Linked DNA regions of Gossypium hirsutum: regions 1 and 2 are each linked to region 3. Evidence: chromatin contacts called from public Hi-C data. All regions are on one chromosome and are shown on one strand. Each heading gives the region's core, a stretch centred on a gene start, on an enhancer-like site or on the middle of the called end of the contact. The rest is flanking DNA. Distances are from core to core; before and after follow the strand shown.

Region 1 (4,003 bases), core at 1,484-3,983, 160 kb after region 3:
TCTTTTCTTTCCTTTTTCTTTGTAAAGTTATGGTAATAATTAAGGGTAAATACAGTATAGAGTTATTAAATTATTAATAATTTAAAATTTTAATCACTTCAAAAAGTTATAAGCTTTCATTTAAATTAATAGGTTGTTAAAATTGTTATTGAATTATCTTCTTTATTCGTATTATTTACACTAATCAAAAGTTCTTATTTTTAATATTCTTTTCTGTAATTTAAAATTTTTTTTATGAAATAATTTTGAATGTCATAAATATGTGAAGTAAAACTCAAACAGTTTTCTCATTTGATCTCCAACACTACTCGTCAAATTGACTTAGATCTATAGTATGTTATTTTACTCATCAATGAGTACTGATCCATCGTACCGATTGTCGAATCATCAGTTGAAGCTCGCTAACCGAACTTTAAAAAAAAAAAACCTTAACAATCTAATGACGTAAGTTAAAAACATTCAAAAAGTTTAATGACTTAAATGAAAACTTTCAAATAGTTCAATAACTATTTTGTAACTTTTTTAAAAGATTAGTGGCCAAGGCATAAACTTAATAATAATTTAGTACTCAATATTTATTGATACTATATTTTTAACACGTTAAATCCAACTACCCGTTTGATAATTATGTATTAAAAATTTAATACATGTATTTTAACTTTACTAAATATCAAATTCAAATTTGATGTCATTTTTAGTAAACATGAAAATAAGAAGAATTAAGATACTTGAAAGTTTTTCGATTTTTAAGTCAATATTTAAGTCACTTAAACACTTAAAAATAAATGTATGCATTACACTTAATTATCCATCTAAACACAACCTAAATATCCTCGTCATATCTAAGGTGAAAGGTCAAACTCGATACGCAATATATCTTTAAAATGGAGCTTTGGGTTGCGTATTGACTACCCAAATCTAACCCTTAGCGAAATCTATTTGTTAGGGCCATTGGCTACTCATGCTTTGCACATTGCCTTTGAGCTATGTAAAAGCTTCTTTCGCTAAAAAGAGGTGATTCTCCCGAATACCACGTGCAATTGTTTTTTGCTAGCATATTTAGGCTTATGCTTTCTTTTTTGCAATGTATATTACACTCTTAAAAAAATTAATTTTAATTTTAAAAATAATATTATTAAAAAAATAATCACAAATCTTAAATATAGACCATAAAACGAATATATATTTAAATTACCAAAAAGGAACTTCAACTTGTGTAAGTTTTATGCTAGTTGGAGCTTGAACTCCAATGGACCAAACCTTGGCAAATTTAATATAGACATGACTAAGTATTTAATTAAAAATAAAAATCTAAAATCCGATCCAAATCAACTTTACTGAAAACACCCTAATAAAATCTTCAATGATAATATTTTTATTGTAATAACCGCAAGTCCTTACTTGCAACCTGTAATTATACAAATTCGTTTGATTGAGATCATAAAAAAGGATTATGTAAGGATTAGAAAATATATATTAATACTATGAAAAGCGACGAGGCGAGAATTATAAGGCAATGCTGATGCAGTTGTCGTATTGAAACATCATGTGAGTTGGTCCGCAAGCTCGACAGGGCTGAAATGGTGACAGCTTACCTAATTGATGTTATTTGGTTGTTTATCAGATAAAACAAGACATCAAATCTGTTTCAAACTCTGATTTGAAATCAAGATATCACTAGTTGATGATCCGAACAATTTTTTTAGAACATGGTTAGATTTGTTAGTCGGATCGGTTAAATTAAAAATCGATCAATATAGTAAGTTAAATAAATGGGTTGTTATTTTTATAAAATTTTAAATATTTATTTAATTATTGCTTGTTTAGCATCAATCAAACCGGTTGAAAGGTCTGATCAATTCAACCACTAATTCAATTATAAAACATTATACGTGACATTCAAATATTGTAACATACGATAGCTTGACAATTTTATAAATTTTTAAATTTTAAACAATGATTCAACATAATATTAATCAATTTTTTAAATTTAGTAGCATAGACAAAAATGTATGCATGCATTACATTTGTCAATGCCAATATCATGACATACTCTATTCAAGTACGTAAATGAAAAGGTATAACCTTTGATTGTCAAGACACAATTTGACATCAATGGTAGCTGGCCAACATTTATTTATATTTCCGATAAGGTCCAACCCTCATTTTGATGTATATATTATCTTTATTAAATAATACTAAATTTAAATCTTATCTTTAATTGGGAATTACACCAGAATTAATATATTTCTTATAATTTCACTATAATTTTGATTATATTTATTTTTTTAATATAATATTAAAAATTATTTATAATTCCTTCTAAATTTATAAATAGAAAAATATCGAATCCATATCATTTTACATAAACAATAATACTTATTCCAGTTAAATTAAAATTCAATTAATTAATTAATACCTAAAATATATATTAACACCATTTTTCATTGGAGGAAGGTAAACATTTGTTTGAGTTTATCCCGGGAATTTAGCGCCTTAAATGTTTTTTTTTTGTATTTAGCAACTTGTTATTTTAATATAAAAAATTAACGATTAATTCTATTCAATATTTGCAAGTCGGTTTATCTAATTTAATTAAATAATTATTAAAAATTTATAAAAAATATTAAAAACTTAATAAAAATTGAATTGATTTTTTGATTAATTCAATTTAATTTAAGCAATTCTATTTAAATTTAAATAAATCACCACTAAGCTCAAACTCGAATAACGAGTTAAACTATGGCTCAGCCATATAAATTAGCTTACATTTGGGAAAAAGAAAAACACTAAACTGTAAGTAAACAGTACACGTAGATGAAGATCATCCTCAACATCACTATAAATAATTAATCATAGAGCTCGAAAACCGAAAAACTCACAGCTGTTTAGATTATAACCCATTTATTAGCTTCAGCTTTCAATTTCATCCACAAAAACCATAATAATCTACACCGAATCCGTTTCGACGGGATTTCACTTTACTCTTTTGTTTTTTTGCTATTAGCTAATGTTGCTTTCGTAATGAAAGAGCTTTATCATCTTTGTTCTTCGTTTCTCTAACGAAACCCTAAGTTTTTATTTTAATTTTTGCTTGATTTGTGAGGTTGTTTTTTTTATATAAAGAGAGAACTTTGAATGGCGGTGGAGTATAGTTGTTGTGAATTGGAGTTCTTTATTCACATATTAATAGTAGTGTTGTTGGTATTGTTCGCGGGTTTGATGTCGGGGCTTACTTTGGGCCTTATGTCGATGAGTCTCGTCGATCTTGAGGTTCTTGCCAAGTCCGGAACTCCCAAGGATCGTAAACATGCTGGTACTCTTTTTCATTTGTTTCTTCTTTAACTGAATGATTGGAATAATTTACCTTTTTTTTGAGCGAGGTTTGAATTTGGAATGTTGGACTGAAAAATTAGATGGCAAAATTGAAATTTGATCATCTAGTTAAGTGATGGTTAGTGAAATTATAGTCAGATAAAAGGGTACACAAGCTAATTTTATCCCCCCATTTTGAAACAGCAAAAATATTGCCGGTTGTCAAAAAACAGCATTTGTTGCTTTGTACACTACTTATATGCAATGCTGCTGCGATGGAGGTATATGTATATATATGTTGTAGATACAGCTTCAGCCTGACCTGTGATCTGGTTTTGTTTGGAAATTTTTAATTAATGTATGGAACTTGTTTTGTTATTTTTTTCAGGCACTTCCCATTTTCCTTGATGGTTTGGTCACTGCTTGGGGTGCTATCTTGATTTCAGTGACCTTGATTCTTCTGTTTGGTGAGGTGAGGATCTACCTTAGATCGTATTAGCTGTTTCGAACTCGGCAGAGATAGAAAATAGAAATCCTTGTTACACCCTGAACATGACATTTTGTGTTTCTACTATTTTGATGTGTGTTACTCGATATCGTTTACTGAAGTTTTGGCTGAGCAACTATGGTAGAAAAAGGCAAGAAGTTCTATGCATGTCCTAAATCCTAATTGCAATTTAATTGTTGT
Region 2 (3,839 bases), core at 445-2,944, 140 kb after region 3:
TTTAGTATTTAAATACAATTTTTTTACTTTTTAAATTATATTATTAGTTTTCTATTGCATGTAAAGTTGTAGATTTAATCAATATTCTTTAATTGAATTATTTATAATCCCTATACTTTTTGAATTTCAAATTTTAAATTTTAATGCAAATAAAAGTTGTTAAATCCATTAACTAGCTTTTTTTAAAGCAAAACGTGGAAATAACAAATTAAAATTGCATTACACATAAGATAATACATTTGTCGCATCAGATTTTGAAAATAGTTAAACATAATAAATTTAACAGTTATTGTTTGGTCGGGACAATAAAATAAAATTTGAGAAGTATAGTGACTAAAAATAGCCAAAATAAAAGTATAGAGATTAAATCCACATCTTACACATAGTTTAGGGATTAATAGCATAATTTAACCTATAAGTTTGAAAACGCATTATTTGAAGAAGGAATTTTATAGTGAGTCGAAATTGAATTGTGAAATTTTGAGGGTCCAAACAAAAATTTTACCATTTTATTAATTATAACATTATAAACTTTAAAGGTCTAAAAGTAATATTTTTTAAAGCAAATTGGAAGTGAAATCGTTTAGGTCACCAGTTCGTCGATTCAATCAGTCTAACAAATTCAATTAAAAATTATTAAGTTCAAAAAATAAAAATAAAAACACGGTTCAACCAATTCTAGAAGTTTTTTAGTTGGTTCAACCAGTTTGTATCGACTCTTAATTTAACCGCTTTAAAGTTACTCTCCAATTCAATACCCCAATCAATTCTCGATCCATCAAACTAGTTCATTCTGATTCAAACAACATTTTCTAAAACACAACATCACCAATCAAAATGACCAAAGCCACTACCTGTCCCTCGGCGTCACCCTTGCCTTTTAGCTAAATCGCACCACAACAGTATGTTTGGGTTGCATGTTTCAGCACAGTCAAGACTTCACTCAACATCCTTAATTGTCATCTTGTATTTTTAATACAATTTACCTCACCAACATGGACAAAGATAAAATATTAGATTCGTGATTTAATCACTTAAATTTTCATGAAATTACATGTTAATATTAAAGATAAAATTGTATTTCTCAATAATTTATAATTCATCTTTAATTTCTCTAAAAGTGATTTTTTGACTTCGTTCCTACTCATCAATATTGTTACGTTTACATTCAAATGTATATCTCACTACTTATTTTAATTTCTTTTATATCTCACTAAAATTTATCCTTAATTATTTAAGATATAACTTAAAAAGAAATTTATTTTATTTTAGATATGTATACACATGGGGAAATGACTGTTTCATATGATTATGAATTACCAACAACTCCCTACCCATTGAAACATGAAATACTGACCAATTTTTTTCTTTCCCAGAAATATCTGAGTTGTATATAATATTTTTATTATGATAAAATGGGAAAGTGTTTAATACAAAGTTGAAGAGTTACAAATACATTTTATTTAAAAAAATTTGGGTATTTATTCCCATACATGTAAACCCAAAATAAGATTACAAAGCATCCTAAATCAGTATGTAATTTAATGCAAGCAAAGCACAGCAGGGAATTTTTTGTACATAAAAAAAAACATAGTAAATTTAGACAGCTCAAAGTGTTGAATATCCTAATATCCCATCCCCATATAAATACTAACCTTCCCCTTTCTCTATTCATATTGCCATTGCCATTGCCATGGGGAAGAAAAGCTTAGGCCGTCAAAAGGTTGAGATGGTGAAAATGAAGAACAATAGCAATCTTCAAGTGACTTTCTCGAAACGTCGTTCCGGTCTTTTTAAAAAGGCTAGTGAGCTTTGCACCCTTTGCGGTGTTGAAATCGGCATCATCGTCTTCTCTCCGGGCAACAAAGTCTTCTCTTTCGGCCACCCTGAAATCGGGAACGTCATCGATCGGTATGTCAACGGTAACCCTCCTGATAATTCGGGTACGTTGCATCTCATCCAGGCTCACCGTAATGCTAATGTTCGTGAACTCAACATGCAGCTCACCGAGGTTCGGATTTGACTAATATATTAGTTTTTTGTTTGTTTGTTTGTTTGTTTATCGTTGATGAAATGATATTAGTCGATGTTGTTTTGCATTCAGTTGGTGAATCAGATCGAAATCGAGAAACGGCGGGGCGAAGAGCTTAACCAAATGAGAAGAGCAAGCCAAAGCCAGTACTGGTGGGAATCACCGATCGAGGAACAGAACCCTCAACAACTCCAGCAGTTGAAATCTGCATTAGAAGAGTTGAAAAAGAATGTGGCAAAGCAAGTGGAGAAGCTTCTTATTCAGACAACGAATTCGCAGCCGTTTTTCGTCGGGAGTTCAAGTACCGGGATGTTCCCCAACAACGTCGAGTTCGACCCGAACACGATGTCTCAAGGATACAACAATGTTCCCAACATGATACCTCCTGGATTCAACCCTAATCCTGAACTGTACAATCCTTGTCCTCCTGGATTCGGACATGCGTTTTTTTAAATTAATTAATTAAGTTATTTACTTTCTTTATCAAATAAACAAAGAATTACAGTACACCGACACAGTGTGTATGGTTTTTTTATGTATGTAAATTTAGTTTTATGCTTTAATATCAATTTCAACCATTTTTCTCGTTAATGTTCTTGGATCACCATTGGAAAATGGAACCCAGTTTTTTTTATGTTGGAATTACAGACAAGATTGTCACCATGTTATAGTAACTGGCATTTTTTGAATTTTTCTTATATGTTCTCTTTATTTGTTGTCGTTTGATAATCTAAATGTAAATTCAACCATGAATTTTGAATCCAAATATGGTATGAAATGATAATGCCAAGAAAGGTTAGTGGGAGGGATCGTTTTGAGACATACTCTAAACTGTCTCCATACGATGTGCATAAATCCATAATGATAAACTTGCCTTACATGCAATATTAATGATTTAATCACTTGGCTGAGTTCATTTACAAATGTTGAATTTCGTAGATATGATTTTTTTGGGTTAATATAACATTTAGTCCTTGCTTACTTTGATACCTATATTTTTTTTTTCGTTTTAATACTAGAACTTGACAACTATATTAATTTTAATCCTTGAACTTAACAAATATAAAAAAAAAGTTTAATGACATGGCATTAATATGTGTCATGTCATCAAATTCTGATGGAATCCAAAGTCAAATACTAAAGCAGACAAAAAAAATATATAGATACCAAAGTAAACTTGATTGTCAAGTTCAGAGACTATTTTCACTAAAAATATAAAATTAGAATATAAGAGACTGTGAAAAGAACTTCCCCACTATTGCTCTGAAAGCCTTCCCTTTTTGTTTCTTTGATAGTAAAGATAATGAACAAAGTCTTATCATCAGTTTAGAAAATGTCTTTTTCCTTAAAAAAACTTTAATTTTACCCTCTTTTTTTAGAATAATTTTCTTTAGTAATTCACTTTCCACCAAACAAATACCGTAAAATAATGAAAATATTTTAAGAAAAATATTTTACATGCAAACAAACATGCCCTAAAAGTATATGAACTTGTATTTTTTTTAAGTTTCTTGCATCAATCACCAATTCAATGTAATAAGATTTTGTAACTTCCAAGTGTTAGGAGAAATTAATCATTTAAAACATAACTTAAGATTAATGAGAATTGCAATCACTAATTTAATTTCAGTGATATCTTTTAAAGGAACTGAATTTGCTTTCAAAGATCAAACGTTTGTATATTTAGTTGTATAGTGATTCTACATAAAGGATGAAGATTTTGGTAACCTACAAAATCATGGATTAATCATACAAAGTAATTTTTAATTAGTATAATAATGATAGTTTAGGACAATAATTAACTTGA
Region 3 (4,123 bases), core at 134-2,633:
AAGTATTGGTTCTTTTATGGTATCCAAAATTTGCAATCCGAGTATATAACACAATTTCTTTTATATATATATATTTTTTATTGCTTTATTTTGTGAATGTGGAAGTGATCGGATGTCAATTGTCAAATACTACCACTTTATGTCTTTGACTGAGAAAACCCACGTATGAAGTGATGATCGAGCAGCGTCACTGCATTGATCGAGACTCGTATTAATTATTTATACTTTAAGCGGCGCGGAAATGTGGTAGAAGATGGAAATAGAAACCATTCGACTCGAGAAGCAAATCGAGCGACAGGCCGACACCATAGTCTATATCGCTATCACTGCACAGGCATTGGTACTTTCAACTTTAAAAATTGATGAAAGACATATTAGCCAACAAGGCAAGGCGTCGCGCCATATCGGCAGAGAATCGAGTGATACTAAATTATTTTGAATGCGGGAGATACAGCATTGTAATTTTTAAAATAGTATAAATATAATTTTATTATTTTAATAATTTATATTTATATATTTTTAAAATATTAAATTAAATTTTTATCATTTTAAGGTGTTAGAGTGTAATTTTATTATTATTAATTTAAAATTTTAAAAATTTTAAATAATTTTTTTTGTTTTAAGAAATATCAGTATTCCTGTCAGCCTCCTAATTACGTCAGTGTTTTGCAATTAGCATGCATGAAATATGTCGAGATCACCTCAAGAAATCTATTATCATTTTGATTTTGAATTTTGATGTGATACAATGGGAGAGAGTGATTCATCTTCGAGTTTTTATTTCTTAAAATTGACAAAAGTATTATAAAAGCTATTGTATTTAAAATCAAATTATATTTTGTCTATTTTACTTTAAAATCAGTAAATTAATATTTACATGTTAAATTAAAGAGTAAATTGATATTTTTTTGTTAAAATTTTTATTTATTTCTATTATTAAAAATTGATCATTATACAGTAGTATAAGGTACCCATAGCAAACTATGTGTCATTATTTAGTTATTTCGTCAATAACTTTAATTTTTAACAATATAAATAAATAAAATATTTAATAAAAAAATTAATTTACTCTTTTATCTAATTTATAATAATTAATTTATTCATTTTTTCTATAATATTTTTACCTTAAAAAATATTTTCGTGGGAAAAAAAGAAAGAAAAGAAAAGAGTGTTGAATTTAAAAATAGCTGAAAAAATCATTTATTAATTATAAGAAAATAAAGTCTGGGATTTTAATGTCGTAAATAGTAATGATTAGATAGGTAGAAAAGTTATATATATCTTATCTTAAAAAAAGAAAAAAAAAAGGGAAAACGATGGGATCGGATATGCGCCAAATATTGCAAATAAAAAAGAACAATAGAAGGCTGTGATGCGATCCAAGAAGTTTTTTGTCTCTCACAGTCACAGCCAAAACAGCTGTTTTTCATTACTAATTGCCTCACTACTCATCCCATCCAACTCAGCAATAACTCGTCTTATCTCACTCCTTCTCCCCTTTCTCTCCTCCTCTATATTTTAAGCGCCGACAACCATTTCTCTCTTTCTTTCAGATTTTCTTCTTTCCTCAGCTCAGACTTGTCGTTCCTTTCCAAACTCACTCCGCGTCAACCGAGTCAAGATTCTTTTCCCAACTCACCATTGTAAATACTAATACGCTTCTTCCTCTATCTCTCTCTCTCTCTCTCTCTCTTTTTTTCTCGACTGATATTCCACCTTCGCTCTCTTTTTTTGAGGGCCGAGATCTGATATTTAAAACTGCTCCAAGCTTATTATTTTTTTGGTGAAATTGGGATTTTTTTTCCAGATCCATGGACTCGTTTTTTTAGACTCAGTCCGAGTTCAGACCAAATCGGTGATCGTTGCCGAGTTTTGGTGACAGAATATAGTTATTAGGATTTTTCATTTAAGTGTAGGGTTAAGAGTATGGCAGCTGTGCGAAGATGGAGCGAGGGAATGTCCTCAGATAATATTAAGGGTTTGGTTTTAGCCATTTCTTCCAGTTTATTTATTGGGGCAAGTTTCATTGTTAAGAAAAAAGGCTTGAAGAAAGCTGGTGCTTCTGGCGTCAGGGCAGGTACTGCAATTTATCAAAAGTTTACTTCTTTCTTGATGATTTGATTTGGGATTTTCTTTTTTCTTTAGTAGAAGATAGGAATTAGGTTTAAATAATTGTGGGATTCTGTGAATAATTCTTTAGTCAATTTAGAGAAGAAGAAAAAAAACGAATTTGAGTGAACTGTAAATGATGGAAATTTATTTGCCCGCCCTGTGAATTCAATTCACCAATGTGGGAATTAAACTTGTAATTAGTAAGTTAGTTCTTCATAAAGTTAATCATTTTTATATGCATCATTTTGATCTTGGTTTTGCATGTCGTGTTTGATTGTACTTCTCTTCTAACTTGTTGATTATAAATTGTTTACGAAATCCAGCAATCTGTCTAAGTTTCTTTGTGCAGAAATTTTGCATAATGTGTGAAAGAAAGATACGATATGTCTGTATAGAATGCAGTTGGAGAAAATGATATGCATTGAGTGTTTCAAACTTCTGATGATCTTTGGTTGGCTTGTACGTTTTGTTGCTATTGAACCAAGCTTTTTCTATTCATTGTATATCTGTGTTTTTTGCATTAAGTTTTCTGTGTTTATCTCAATTATCTAAAGAATGTTTGGATGCTTTTGCTATCATTTAGTGATTTTCACCTATTCATTCTTTACAAGGAGTTTTCATTGTTCTTATGCTTTATTGATCCAAATGACATTGGTTTTTCTGGTTTTTACACAGGAGTTGGAGGGTATTCGTACTTGCTTGAGCCACTTTGGTGGATTGGCATGATAACAAGTGAGTTTTATCCATTTCTCATTGATCATTAACTCAAAATCTTATGGATATTTCATTCCTGTTTGGAGCCTATATCATTTTTTTCATTCTTTACTTCTTTTCCAAATATTGTCCCTAAAAGATGATATTATAGAAGCTACCTTACACCATTTAAAAATGGGATGACCTTAATAATATATTGTGCTTCTATAGAAAGCTGATTTTCTTAGTTACATTCCATGTTACATCTTAATAGTCAGGAAGTCATCTAGATGAAGAAGTACTTAATTCTAATTGTTAACTGTTGCCACAGTGGTCGTGGGGGAAATTGCTAATTTTGCTGCTTATGCATTCGCACCAGCCATACTGGTCACTCCTCTTGGTGCACTCAGCATCATTATCAGGCATGCAAATATCTCACTCAAATTTAGGTTTGGCATTTAAAAGTTCATCGTTAATCATCACTTCTCATGCAGTGCGGTACTTGCGCATATCATTTTGCGGGAAAAGTTACATACTTTTGGGATTCTTGGTTGTGCTTTGTGTGTTGTGGGCTCAACAACAATTGTGTTGCATGCTCCCCAAGAACGTCAGATTGAATCTGTAACAGAAGTTTGGGATCTTGCTACAGAGCCAGGTTGCATTTTCTTAATATTATTGTTCTTAGCTCATAACATTATTTTCTTTTCTAAATTGTTGAACTGCAAACAAGGAAAATGAATGTACCTTGATTTTCTTGCAGGATTTTTGTTTTACACAGCTCTGGTCTTAACAGCTGTCTTTATACTTATATTCCACTTTGTTCCACAATATGGACAGACACACATTATGGTTTACATTGGAGTTTGCTCTCTCGTGGGCTCCATTTCGGTATGCATCAGTACTAGTTTATTGCTTGCTTAATTCTGTGTGCGTTCAATGGTATTTCCCTTTTCCCCCCCCAATTCCTATTTCTAAGAAGGATGTTCTTTGACAGGTCATGAGCGTTAAAGCACTTGGTATTGCCTTGAAGTTAACCTTTTCAGGAATGAATCAGCTTCTGTATCCGCAAACTTGGGCCTTTACTCTAGTTGTGGCTTCTTGTGTGATTACCCAAATGAATTTTTTAAACAAGGTAATGGTTACACATTGCCTTTTCTTCTTTTGGTACCTTCTCTTTCTCTTTTGATGTCTACATTTTTGCTTTTATTTTGATTAATTTTTGTAAGGCCCTTCAAAGAAAAGGAGACTAAAGAAATGTTGCGAAGAAGTGGTGAAAGATGCAAGAGGAAAATTTCATTTTCACCTGAAATGTTGCTTT

Evidence for each region. Hi-C and Micro-C count contacts between places; a contact is called where the count stands out from the background.
Region 1: a contact with region 3 is called in a Hi-C map of callus, with 2.5 times the contacts expected there. The contact joins the promoter of LOC107938865 here to the promoter of LOC107938526 in region 3. A contact is called at or near these places in 2 of 34 Hi-C or Micro-C datasets (callus and leaf).
Region 2: a contact with region 3 is called in a Hi-C map of leaf, with 2.1 times the contacts expected there. The contact joins the promoter of LOC107938856 here to the promoter of LOC107938526 in region 3. A contact is called at or near these places in 2 of 34 Hi-C or Micro-C datasets (both in leaf).

What each region holds. Positions count from the first base shown.
Region 1 is chrA03:113,250,496-113,254,498 of Gossypium_hirsutum_v2.1, reverse strand. LOC107938865 (DUF21 domain-containing protein At2g14520) reads left to right here and starts at 2,733. Exons shown (of 11, transcript XM_016872108.2): 1 at 2,733-3,316; 2 at 3,520-3,596; 3 at 3,704-3,787. The coding sequence starts at 3,139.
Region 2 is chrA03:113,270,769-113,274,607 of Gossypium_hirsutum_v2.1, reverse strand. LOC107938856 (agamous-like MADS-box protein AGL62) reads left to right here and starts at 1,694. Exons shown (of 2, transcript XM_016872098.1): 1 at 1,694-2,011; 2 at 2,105-2,485. The coding sequence starts at 1,694. The coding sequence ends at 2,485.
Region 3 is chrA03:113,408,920-113,413,042 of Gossypium_hirsutum_v2.1, reverse strand. It overlaps LOC107938526 (probable magnesium transporter NIPA3), which reads left to right and starts at 1,383. Exons shown (of 10, transcript XM_016871708.2): 1 at 1,383-1,643; 2 at 1,808-2,077; 3 at 2,788-2,844; 4 at 3,137-3,227; 5 at 3,300-3,460; 6 at 3,566-3,693; 7 at 3,800-3,937. The coding sequence starts at 1,927.